Regions from separate parts of the Oryctolagus cuniculus genome. Here region 1 is linked to region 2. A link is a contact called in public Micro-C data. All regions are on one chromosome and are shown on one strand. Each heading gives the region's core, a stretch centred on a gene start, on an enhancer-like site or on the middle of the called end of the contact. The rest is flanking DNA. Distances are from core to core; before and after follow the strand shown. Region 1 overlaps AZIN2 (antizyme inhibitor 2). Region 2 holds the start of TRIM62 (tripartite motif containing 62).

Region 1 (5,890 bases), core at 2,613-5,112, 47 kb before region 2:
GGCCTGCAGGAACAGGGGAGCAGGGAGGACAGTGCCAGTCTGGGAGGGTAGGGGCTCCAGCACTTTGGGAGCTGCTCAAAGCTCCGGAGCGGGGGTTTGCCCTTTGGGGAGATGTCTTGGGCCAGGGAGGCAACATGAGCAGGCCGGGAGACCACGTGGGGATGCCAGTGGGAGCGGAGACCAGTGCATCCATGCAAGGATGTCTGGTGGGGCTTCGCTGGGAGCAGGGACAAGATCTCCAAGGGCAGCCCCCGCAGCTGATCAGAAGGTGGAGCCATTTATTGATGAGGGCACGCAGGGGGAGGAATGGTTTGTGGGATTGGGGGGGTAGGCAGGAGATGATGTTTTTCAGGCCCTAAGCCTGGGGTGCGAGGATACGGACTTTGGAGTGTGATTGTTGGGTTCACATTCCACCACCTGCTAGAGATGTGCTCTGGGAAGGCCCCTCCTCTCCGGGTCTCATTTTTCTCAGCAGCAAAATGTCCCCTGGTGGGGTGTGGGGGAGGCCACCGTTAGATAACGTAAGTCAAGTGCCTAGCACATCTGGCACACAGTCAGTGCTCAATCAATGCACTTCCTTCTCCTTTGTGGGTGGTGGTGGTGGTGGAAGGGGGCAGTGTGGGAAGGTGGGCAGGTGTCAGCAGGTGCCCCCACCCCCCGCCAGCCAGGTGCCCAGGCCCATGGCCCCCAGCACCCCTCTCGCCCCCAGGGAAGCGCTGCGAGGGCAGCTGCTGCCCGCGGACCAGGAGGAGGACGCCGAGGGCGTGTGCAAGCCTCTGTCCTGCGGCTGGGAGATCACAGACACCTTGTGTGTGGGCCCCGTCTTCACCCCGGCGAGCATCATGTGAGCGGGCCCCGTTCCCCCCTGGAGAACCCCCGCGGGGCCCCAGCGATGCCTCTGGGAGAGGTGGGGCAGGCGGCGAGCAGAGCGCCCTGCGGCCGGGACTCAGGTGCCTGCTCTGCTGCCCCCACACTCCACCTGTAGTTTCTGCCCTGTAAATAGGACCAGTCTCACACTCGCTGTAGTTCAAGTATGCAACATAAATCCTGTCCCTTCAGTCGTGTCTGCCTCCTGTGCCTCGCAAGGGCCTGGTCAGCCAGGTGTGTGTGTGTGTGTGTGTGTGTGTGTGTGTGTGTGTGTGTGTGTGTCGGGGGGAGGGGTGCAATACAGGGTCTCCCGCCATCTCCTTCCTCCCTTTGTAAATATGAAGCAAATAAATATTTAGTTTTCTTATACTCCAGTGGCACCGAGCAGTTAATTCATGAAGCAGCCCGGACGAGATTTGCCCGCGCTGCCCGCGTGCACCCATATCCTCGGCTTCAGCCCTGACCTCACCCCTGGGCCCCAGCTGCGGTGTGGGTCTCTCTCATGGGCGCCCACCTTCTCTGACTCATCCCTCTCCCCGCAGGCCTCCAAAGCTGGCAGGGGTAGCTAGGGACTGGCGAGTGGCCTCTGCGTGAACCCAACACCCAGCCCAAGGCCTGGCCCAAAGGACTTGATAGGACTTTGGAAACGCACGCCAAAGGTCAAGGGCAGAGATGGGTGTCTGGGAGGTCGTGAGTGGCCTCTGCCTCCTGTTCTGTAAGCTGGCAAGGTGGGAAGAGGGATGCAGGCGCATGGCGGCTGACTTTGTGCCTTCAGGCAGCAGCTGCTGGAAAGACTTGACCATAGGCTGTTGCTGTGTCCCGGTGTGCATGGCCCTGCCACCTGAGAGCAAGTGCTTATCACAGACAAGGCTCCCGCACGCAGCCAGGGCCCCAAGCTGTGCTCCTTGGGCCTGGGAGTTGCTTATCAGCTGGGCTCAGAGCCTGGAGCTCCCCTATCTGCTGCAGGAGATCTTACAGTTCACATGGCATAAACTTGGCCTTCAAAAACACCTTCCAAAAATATATTTACAAGAGACAGCGAGCGCGAGCTCACTCCTGTCTACTGGTGCACTCCTCAGTGCCTGCAACGGCCTGGCTAGGAGCCAGAAACTCAATCCAGGTCTCTGACGTGGGCGGCAGGAGCCATCAACACTGCCTCCCAGAATCCGCATTGGTGGAAAGCCGGAGTCAGCAGCTGGAGCTGGGAATTGAACTCAGATTATTCTGATATTGGACACAGGAGTCTTACCAGTGTCCTCACTGCTAGGCTAAACACCCCCCACATTCACCCTTTCAGAGTGTTGGCGGGACCTCCCCAGAGCTGTGCAACCATCACCAGTCAACCCTGGAACACGGTCGTCAGCCCCAGAAGGAACCCTCCACCCGCTAGCAGTCTGCATTTTCCCTTTCCCCACCCGCTGTGAGCACGGCCCCTCACCAGCTCTACCAATCTGCCTACTCGGGACTTTTCACTCAGTATCCCAGCCGGTCCTTGGAGCCCCTCCCAAGTGATGCAGGGGCAGTGACCCCTCACCAGGCCGTCCTGCCTGGGACCTCCCGAGGGACACCCTCTCCCCAGCACCTCCCGTGGCCCTCCCCTTCCATTCACTCCTTTGCCCGCTCTGGGAGGTATGACCACACCGTCTCCATGGCTGAGCCTGCGCTGACTGCCCTCGCCGGTGATCGGGGGCCTCATTCCCTTCGCCCAGCTTCTGCCCAGATGCCTTCCTGTAGCGTAGCGCCCCCCCCCCCCCCCCCCCGCCTGTGTCCTCACGGCGCCTACGGCTATGCCCAGCTTCCTCTGTGGCATGTTTGCGTTGCATCTGCCTGTAGTCGGGACAGCAGCTCCTGGGCTGCAGCAACCTTATTTTTTATTTTTCTCACTGCTGTCCTTGTCACCCGGAACAGAGCAGATGTATATGCTAATGAATAACCTTTCTGAATCTGTTTAATCGTTTGTAAAATGTGGCTGCTGAGTGTTTTCCCCTCTGGGTTATTGAGATCAAACAAACAAACAAAAAAAATGGGGATAAAGTACTTCGCGCAGAGCCTAGTGCATCACTAGGTGCTCGATAAATGGCACTGAGAAGGAATTCCTCGGGCAGGTATTAAGCGCTAACTGTGGCCATGCCCGGCGGTGGACATCGGTGATGCAGAAGTCCGCACGCGTCCTCAAGGGACGCACGGAACAACGCAATCGTGAGGAGCTTGAGTGACAGAGGCTGAACTTGATTCAGCAGGCAGCAGGGAGCCCTAGATGCTCTGAGCACAAGTGTGACAGGCCCTTTGGGAAGACAACGGAAGTACATTCGACAGGGACAGCTGCGTCCGCGGTGCCTGGAATACTTGTAGCTGTCCAGTAGCTGTGGACCAAAGGAACTTTTGGGTCTCAGCTTGGGGCTCTACGCCTAGGTTAGAGCAGCTTCTCCCGGCTTCGCCAGCATCCTGTAGAGAACTCTGCTCACAACGTCCTGCGATTGTTCTACCTTCCTGCGCCTCTGTTAACCCCACAAGGGCAGCGAGCCTCTCTCCTACTTGCTAGCAGGATCTGAAGCCTCCGTCCACCCTTAGACTATGGTCTTGCTAACTCTGGGGAGAGGGCACCCCTGAATCCAGAAGGGGGCAGCATTTTGGCCCTTTCTCAGTTGGGGTTAACACAGGAACTGAGAGCCCTACGAGTGACCCCAGGGTTGCATGTTCAGGTCTAGCCCCACCCACTAGCGGGCAGGCGCTTTCTGCCGTCACTCAGCTAGGTGACCCTCGGGTAGGCTAGCCGGATAAATCCGAACGCACCTGCTGGCTGGCTGGCTGGTTGTCTACGCACGGCCCATGCAGTAGTAGGAATCCTAACACTCACTCCTTGGTCAGCTGACACCCCACTTCGACGTCCGGCCACTTATCTGCTCTACCCTGGCAAGCCCCTGTACGCGGGATGCCCGTCCCGGGCTGCGCTTCCCCGTCTGTGGGACGCGGACACTCCGTCCCCAGGGACGCCGCACAACGCGACCCCGCAGCCCGTGCCCCGGCGCCGCTCTCCGCGCGTGTGTGGGACGCGCGCTGGTGCCGGGGAGGCTCTCGCAGACGGGACACGAGGAGCCCCTTCCTCTAGAAGCGCCCGTTTCAGGGTTAGAAACGCCTCTCGGAACTACCGCCTCGCCCAAACAAGACGACTCGGTGTCCAGCCGACGGAGCCAACCCTGCCCATCACTCCTCAGTCCTGGAGGCCGTGGAATTCCGGCGTGTGACGTCACTTCCGGACCTGCCCCCCGACTCCGCGCACCCCCTAGCCCCGAGTCACAGGCTCTTTCGCCCTCTGCCGGCCCGGAGGAGGAACTGAGTCCACACAGCGGTGAGAAGAAACAACAGAGCCCATTGGTTGAAGTTAGAGAGACGCAGCTCCGCCCCTTAACCTCCACCAACGAAAAGCCGACCTTCTCCGAGGGCGGGACGCCTATGGGAAAGGGGTCAAGCCAGGACGAAGGCGGTATGGGAAGGGGGCGGCCTGGTGTCTTCCGGGCTAGAAGGGCTCCTGACAACACCGGAAGTGGGCTTGGTGACCATCAACTACTTCCGCTTCCACTTAAAAAGTACCAGTACCCCAGAATAAAAGACCTGGAAAACACGCAGGTCTGAGGCGGTGTATCCGCAGTGTTCTCAGCCGTGCGTTTCGTGTTTGAGAGAGGACATCTGCTGAGTGCATGCAGAAAACCAGGGGCTGTGAACAAATTCTTGATTTCCACACCAAGATGTTTTACATTTTGAAATGAGAGTGTCTACCAGCTGCTGATACCTAGCTTCGCAGTTTTGAAAGGGTAACAGAAAGTGGGCGAGACAGCAAGAGAGATCTTCCATCCCCTAGTTCACTCCCCAAACAGCTGCAACAGCCGGGGCTGGACCAGGGGAAGCCGGAGCCTGGAACTCTATCCAGGTCTCCCATGTGTGTGGCAGGGGCCCACATACTTGGGTCATTTGCTGCTGCTCTCTGGGCGCATTGGCAGGGAGCTGGATCAGAAGCAGAGTAGCCTGGACCGGAACCTGTGCTCTGATACAGGATGCTGGCTTGGCCTTGTGCCACAGTGCCAGTTCTTCACATTAAGTGATTTAATCCACACGGACTTGTAAAGTGCTTGTTATGGCACAGGCCCGACCCCTCACTGCCTGTGTTGCAATCCTGATTCTGCCACTTATTAACTGTATCCTTGCAAGTCATGCTTTGTGCCACGATTTCTGCGTTTGCTCAAATGAGATCATTGTACCTACCTTGTGCCATTGGTCTACAAATTAAGTTAATATGTTTAAAACACTTAGAACAGTACCTGCCACGTCTTGGTGTGCACACAATTTATTTCCATTTGCCAATTGGGAAACTGAGGCTTAGATACGAAGTGACTTTTCTAGAAGAGATAGTGACTCGTGGAGGCAGGTTGGGAAGCATCTCTGCCTAACCTAAAGGGACTGGAACCTGCTATACCAACCTCACCCTCTTCCTGTGTTTCAAGAAAGCCTGGATGGGACTGGCACTGTGGTGTAATGGATAAAGCTGCTGCATACAGTGCCGGCATCCTATATGGATGCCAGTTCAAGACCCGGCTGTTCCACTTCCGATCCAGCTCTCTGCTGTGGCCTGGGAAAGCAGTAGAAGATGACCCAAGTCCTTGGGCCCCTGCACCTACATGGGAGACCTGGAAGAAGCTCCTGGCTTCACATTGGTGCAGCTCTGGCCGTTGCAGCCAATTAGGGAGTGAACCAGTAGATGGAAGAGTTTCTCTCTCTCTCTCTCTCTCTCTCTCTCTCTCCCCTCTCCTTCTCTGCTTCTCCTCTCTCTGTGTAACTCTGACTTTCAATTAAATCTTAAAAAAAAAAAAAAAGGAAAGCCTGCGATGATTATAGTGGCCGTAATAGAAATATGTGTATTTGGTGGTACTCTGTTACCTAATGATGGCTCTCTGGCATTCCAGTAATCCAGTGAAGTTATCAGAGTTTACAATGAGGGTCCACAACTTGTCCCCCAGACTCAAGGCAA
Region 2 (6,403 bases), core at 3,013-5,512:
CTAAGCTCATCTTAAGTAACGTCAACCCCATTACTTCCATGCTGTCAAGGAAGAATTGAGGCTCTGAGACTGCGATCGCAAGGATTGCAAGGCCAGTAATGGCAGAGCCAGGACTGGAACTTCCTGAGTTCAAGGCCAGAGCTGCTATTCTTGCTCTCTGCTGCCTCTAGCATTTCCAGGAAATGTCAAAGCTCCAGGCTAACTGCTAGGCAAGCTGTCGGAGACTGCAGCTGAGCACAGCCCTGGGCCCTGCTGGCTTCCAGGCCTCGGGCAAGTCCCTGCCCTCCCCTGCCGGCTGCATCTCCCCACCCGTTGAAGAACAAGGGTCCAGATGATCCCCCAGGCCCTGCTGGCTCTGAGGCTCCAGTGGCCACCAGCTGCTAGGGGAGGCGGGGGTGTGAGGGGTGGGCTCAGCCTCCTTCCAGAGCAGAAACAGCTAAGGAGCCCTGCTTTCCCACAAGAGGGGAGAGGCGGGCAGGGTGGAGGGTGGCTTGAGCCTCACTCAGGAGCGTCTCCTCTGGAGGGGGAAGCAGGTCTCTCTGCCACCACCCTGCCAAACCCAGAGGGGACCAAAGGTGTCTCCTTCCCAGGCAAGAGAGACAGGTCTGGGCGACCACCCAGCACAGGAGCCCTCACCGGCAGAGCGGGGAAGGATGGGAGCTGTGTTGTCCTGGTCCCTACCAAGTGCCAGGCACCGCACATGGCAGGTTCACCCTGGGTCAGCCTCAGGAAGGAAACATCTGACCTCATTTTATTAGAGGGAGCATCAGGCCTTCCCTGAAATGCCTTGCCAAGTTACACAGACAGGGCCCAAGGCAGGTCTGGAACCCAAGTGTGTCTGTGCCCAGGATAGGGCGCTCATGGGTAAGCGAGTGGCTACCCTGCTTTTCTTTCCATCCAAGAATGAAAGTGTCTCAGTAATGTTGGCAGGAAATATATGTTCAGTTTCTCCTGCATGCCCCAGGTCCTAGAATGCAGGGCAAAAGCCCAAATCACAATCATTCGGATTTCCTGGTTTGAGGTAGGGCTAGAGAGACAGACAGGGAGTGAAGAGCAGGGAGGCAGGGCACAGATCCGCCCAGGTATGGCTATGGGGGAGTCCCGGGACTTCCCCGACCTCAGTCCACATCTGCATAGTGAAGAAGCTGGCCTGCTGCTTCCAGGGTCCCTCAGACTCTCACTGTCAGTGTCCAGCTCTGTCCAAGGTTCTGGCCCCCTCCCTCTTGATGTGACTTCACAGGTGGGGAGACGGGGACACCAGCGCCCAGCAAAAGGACCTCAGGGATGGAGGGCCAATGCTCACCTCTGCAAGCTCCCAGAGCCCCTGACTCCTGCTCACCCTCCCATGTGGCCTCCATCCTCAGGCAGCTGACCTGAAGTCATGTTTTTGGGAGGAGAGAGACAGGGAGGTGGCGATGCTGAACACTGGCCATTTCTCCCGGGTCGATGGTCATCCTCATGGCACCTGCTAGGTACAGGCCACCTACCAAGATTTGCATGGGTCAGGGTTGGGACCCCTGGGAACAGAGAGGAAGGGCAGGTGTTGTGGTGCAGTGGGTTAAGCTGCTGCTTGTGGTATGGGCATCCCATATCCAAGTGCCAGTGCCTCGCTTCCGATCCAGCTCCCTGCTGCTTGTACCTGGGAAGGCAGCAGAAGATGGCCCAAGTACTTGGGTCCCTGCTACCCATGTAGGAAACCCAAAAAGAGTGCCTAGATCCTGGCTTCAGCCTGGCACAGCCCTTGATGCTGCAGCGATTTAGTGAGTGAACCAATAAATGGAAAACATCTCTCTCTCTTTCTCTCCCTATTGCTATGCCTTTCAAATAAATAAAACTTTTTTTTTTCAAAAATGAATGCTTTAAAAAAAGAACACAAGGGAAAATAGGTACTTAGCTCCTGCTTGAGAGCTCACTACCTCCTGGGTGAGCCCAGTCCATTTGCATAAAATGTTTCAGCCAAAAACCTGCTGCTTCCAAACTCTCCACGATCTGGGCCAGCTTAGAACAGAGTTGGTCATTCATTCACTCTTTCTTTCATTCACCTGTACTGGCGTGTCCTGGGGGCCAGGTCTTGCACCAGGCTCGGGGGCCACAGCCCTGCCCTTGGGAAATTGTGTGCTAGAATGGTATTGCAAAGCCAGGTGCATGGGGCTGCGGATTTAAATGGTGTGGATTAAGAAAAGGATTCCAGGTTCAAGCAGGCTTGGAAACCATTTGATCAAACACAGTTAAATAGGCTCATTTGCTACAAGATTTCCCCAAGCCTTTAATAGGCAAATGCTCACAGAGAATCCTCAGGATGTAGGTGTGTGATAATAGAAAGTATACTATGCTTCCCAAATATAGCCTGTCTTGGAACACATCTTTTTTAAAACATCATACTTGTTCATAGAGAGTATTTGAGGAAATCTTTCTCCAGCGCTAGGTTTTTGGCTGGTGGTGCTGGGGGAAGGCTTCATGGGGCGGGGGACACTGTGTAGGGTTTGGGGAGCTGAATGGCTCATCAGCAAGGTTTAAGGAAGATCAGTTACAGTTCTCCTCTGCTTGCCAAAACACCTGATGGCAATGATGAGCGAAGGGAGCCATCAAAAGCCCCGGAGGCCATCTCCCCTCCCTCAACTCCAGGCACCTCCGCTCTGGGTCTCCTTCTCCAAGTCTTTCATCTTCAAGCCTCAACCTGGCCCCTTCCTCTGGTTTACATCCAATACGGTTCTTACAGGTGTCCGACCTTGACTGTGCAGCCTTACAGAGCCGGGCCTCACCTAGGCACCCAAACGCCCCACTCTGACCCCTCTCAGGTTTACCCGCATCCCCCCCGCCCTCCCCCGGCCCAGAACAACGGAGCCCGGGTACTGATGCAGCCATACCTGATTCAGGTGCTGCCCTAGAGGCGCTCCTCCCAACCCGGCCCCCTCAGCTCCTCGCGGCGGCCCCGACCCCTGACAGCCGCCCCGCCTTCGCCTGGCCTTCCTCGGGCTTGGCCCCCTGGCTGCCCCAAGCCGGGCACTTGCTCAGCTCTGCTGTCCCGTGACTGCGCCGCCTCACCCCACCCTCGCCCTCTCCCCCACCCCGGGCCCGCCCCTACTCCAGGTCAATCTCAGATCCAACCTGGCAGAGACAGCCCGAGGCCCCGCCCCCGAGGCCCCGCCCCTTGCCGCTGCCCCACCCCGGATTAATCCTGATAGGCCCCGACCTCGCCGGCGGCCCCGCCCCGAGACACCTCCGAAGGGGCCGTGCCCGCGGGCCGGCCCCGCCCCCGCCCCGGGCCGGCCGGGCAGCGCACCTGCAGCTCCTCGAAGGCGTCGTCGATGCCGGTGACCTGGTGCTGCTCGTGCAGCGCGGGCTCGTCGCAGAAGAAGCAGAGCAGCGCGCGGTCCGTGAGGCAGAAGAGCTTGACCTTGTCGTGCGCCTGGCAAGGCCGCGCTGCGCGGCGCGCGTTGAGGATGGCGTCCAGCGGGAAGGCGCTGTAGCGCTCCACGATGTTGGCCAGCTTGAGGCTGGGCGCCAGTGCGGGCTCGGCGAAGGTGCGCCGACACTCGGGGCAGTCGCGGGCGCCCTGCGCCTCCTGCCGCACCCAGTGCTCGGTGATGCAGCGGCGGCAGAAGTAGTGCTCGCAGCCCAGGCTCACCGGGTCCTGGTAGATGCTCAGGCAGATGGAGCACAGCAGCTCGTCCTTGAGGCTGCACGCCATGGCGCCGGGGGCGGCGGGGGCGCGCGGGCGAGCGCGGCGCGGCCGGGGCTGCCCAGGGAGGGGCGAGGGGACCAGGATCGCGGAGGAGGGGGTGCCGTCCGGGAGGGGCGGCGCGGGAAGGGTTAAGGGTAGAGACCGCCTGGGATGAGCGCCCGGGGTGGGGGGCGGTCCGAGGTGATGGGTGGCCCCGAGAGCCAGGAGCAGCAGGAGGGGGGTACCTGGCGAGCGAGTTATGTGGGGAACGGGCAGTCCTAAGGGAGGAGTGCTGGGAGCAGGGGACTCGGGAGTGGGGGCGGAGGCCTGGGGGGGCTGAAATCCGGGGATGGGGGCAGTGGGGGGAGGGGGAGAGGCTGGGAATGGGGAGTCCAGGGGGAGGGGGCAGCCAGGCTGAGGAGCACAGCGGCTGTGCTCTGCAGGAGAGAGGAGAGGCGCCGGCCTGCTCCACTGCCCGAGCCCCGGCCCGGCGCGGTCCCTTACCCCGCCGGCTCAGCAGCCACCGCTTCGGTCCAGCGCAGCCTCTCAACCCGGAACCAGCCGAGCCCGAGCTGCCGGCGGCCGCGACTCCCTCCCCGCCCCCGTGGGCGGGACCCGAGCGACTCCGCCCCCGAGGCGGGCGGGGGGAGGGGTGGGGCGGCCCGCCCCCCACCCCCCCACGCGGCTGCTCCTGGAAGCGCCAGCCCAGCTGTTCTGTAGGGTCTGCACAGGGAGGGCGTCTAGGTCTCTCCTGGAGTCCTTTCCAGGGGCTGGGGTGGGGGAGGAGGAAACAGGTAATTGCAGAGGGCAAGGAATAAACAAGGAGCGTCTTTCCGGATCATCAGTTTGAAGAGTTGGGAAAAAAAATCAGGTTTTATATTGAAACAAACAAGGATATGTTATGTACTCCGCACAGCGCGCAATTTTTGCCTGAAATAAAAAGGTGAATCTTGAGAGATACCCTCAGCAGCAAGTTCAAGGCCCTCACACTCCAAAGCGTATCTGGGGGAGAAGTTCAGAAAGCCCCGGCTAATGTCCATCCCGTTGGGCAAACATTTCTGCATGTGTGTAAGGGGGAGGGGGTGGCTCAGGAGCAGAAAGCATAACAGGAGCCCACGTCTGGTGTGCCAGATGGAGGGGATAGGGGATTACCAACGGGCGAGGCGCGAAAGGGGAGAACTTAGGGCGGTGGGGTGGGGAAGGGCCTTGGGGGCGTGGGCAGCCTTGAGAGTGGCACTGGGCTCTCTGCAGGGAAACGACCTGGCCAGATCTGGGTTTCAGGAGGTGCTCACCGTGGCGTCGCAAGGTGAAGGCAGGGACCAGGGCCTTGCTCTGATGGGTGTGTGCAAAGAGCTCAGGACACCACAAAGGTGCACAGCTGAGTAGCAGCAGCAGTGGCAGCGGCTGCGAGGGTTGGGGGGGAGGGAACAACACCGGGCCCCAGGGAGGTTGCGGTTGCCATAGTGCTTGTGGGAGGTGAGACCTGAGACCTCCAGCAGTGGGTAAGGAGAGAGGACGGGGCCATTGTGACTGCATTTGGAGGTGCGGGAGAGGAGGGAGTCAGCCCCCCCCTTCCGCCTCCTTTAGCAACGTCTTCCCTGGACTGAACTTGACTGAGGCATGGCTGAAGAAGCCGCTCTTAGTTCCCTGCTGCCTGCCAGCCCTTCATCACACAGTCCCCTGGCCCAGTGTCCCCAGCCTCGCTGGAAACAGGCTGTGGGCTCGAGCAGCAGGCACTGCTCCTCCTGGCCGTCGGAGCCTGCTTCTGTGCAGATGGATCCCACGGCGTACGCTGACACGCACCCCTGTTTCCTTCCTTCCAGCAAGCAGGTTAAGGGCTAGGTTGCTGAAGCGTTTGAAATTAAAACGGGCTTGATGACGGATGAAGCCATGGCTTTCTTATCCAATGCCTATCTGCTGATATGACTCCAGCAGACCTTGTATGTGCGGATGGAATAAATTAACGCTCCTCACTCCCATGATGCTTCAGCCCAGAGGGAAAAACAATGAGAAATTGTTTTCAGGCACAGTAGGGTCTGCTGAGCATGCTCACATGTGGATCTGAGTGTCTATCTCAAAGGCTTTGTAACTGGTGTATGCTATTGTCCCCACTTTAAGAGGAACGTACCAAGGCTGAGAAAGCAGAAATTATTTAGTTGTCCACCAGAATGCGTCCTCTCACTCTCCTAGGATGTCTGGCCCCTGGAGGCTGCGCTTCCGGCTGCTCCTGGACCCCAGCGTGGCTGAGTGTGTGTGTAGGGGGCGGGGGTTCTTCCAATAGCACAGATTTGGAAGCAGGCTGGGAGGCACCGGGCTTCTGCTCGTCCATGCTTCGGTTCCTCTTCCCTGGAGTCAACACAGCTGTGCCAGGGCCCTGCTTTCACAGTGATGGCCAAGGTTACTGAGAGAGCAAAGATCCGGAGGGGACCTTAGTTCCTCTAGAACCAGAGGCAGCCAACCACATGGTCCAGAAAGGGACACTCCCACTCTCTAGAAGCCATTGCCTGTGGACCTTTTTGTTCACAGCTGTTTGTAGAAGAGGCTCTGGTCGTACCTGGTGCTGCTGGATAGATCCTTTCAGGAGGGAAGTTCCTCTTCATATCCAGCTCCAATCTCTTCCAAATGTACACAACATGGTTTTCTCTGGCTAAAAGTCACATCTCTTTTCTCTCTCCTAAGACTTTACAGTCCCAAGTCTTTTTGCCGCTTGAGCCGTCTGCCTCCCCTAACTCCATCTCA

The links. A called contact is a pair of places that touch in the nucleus more often than the background predicts.
Region 1: a Micro-C map of ear pinna shows a contact between it and region 2, with 2.1 times the contacts expected there. The contact joins the enhancer-like site here to the promoter of TRIM62 in region 2. A contact is called at or near these places in 2 of 6 Hi-C or Micro-C datasets (ear pinna and an unstated tissue).

Annotation. Positions count from the first base shown.
Region 1 is chr7:139,463,238-139,469,127 of mOryCun1.1, reverse strand. AZIN2 (antizyme inhibitor 2) reads left to right here. Exons shown (of 12, transcript NM_001294156.2): 11 at 710-1,101; 12 at 1,136-1,242. The coding sequence ends at 848. Among named protein-coding and RNA genes, the nearest start is that of AZIN2, 35 kb to the left of the region's middle. Within about 2 kb of position 3,862, at least 3 of the 8 cell types and tissues checked have an H3K27ac peak or open chromatin away from gene starts, as enhancers often do. A contact at or near this core is called in ear pinna, where this site is marked.
Region 2 is chr7:139,415,785-139,422,187 of mOryCun1.1, reverse strand. TRIM62 (tripartite motif containing 62) reads right to left here and starts at 4,262. Exons shown (of 5, transcript XM_070077001.1): 1 at 3,284-4,262. The coding sequence starts at 3,691.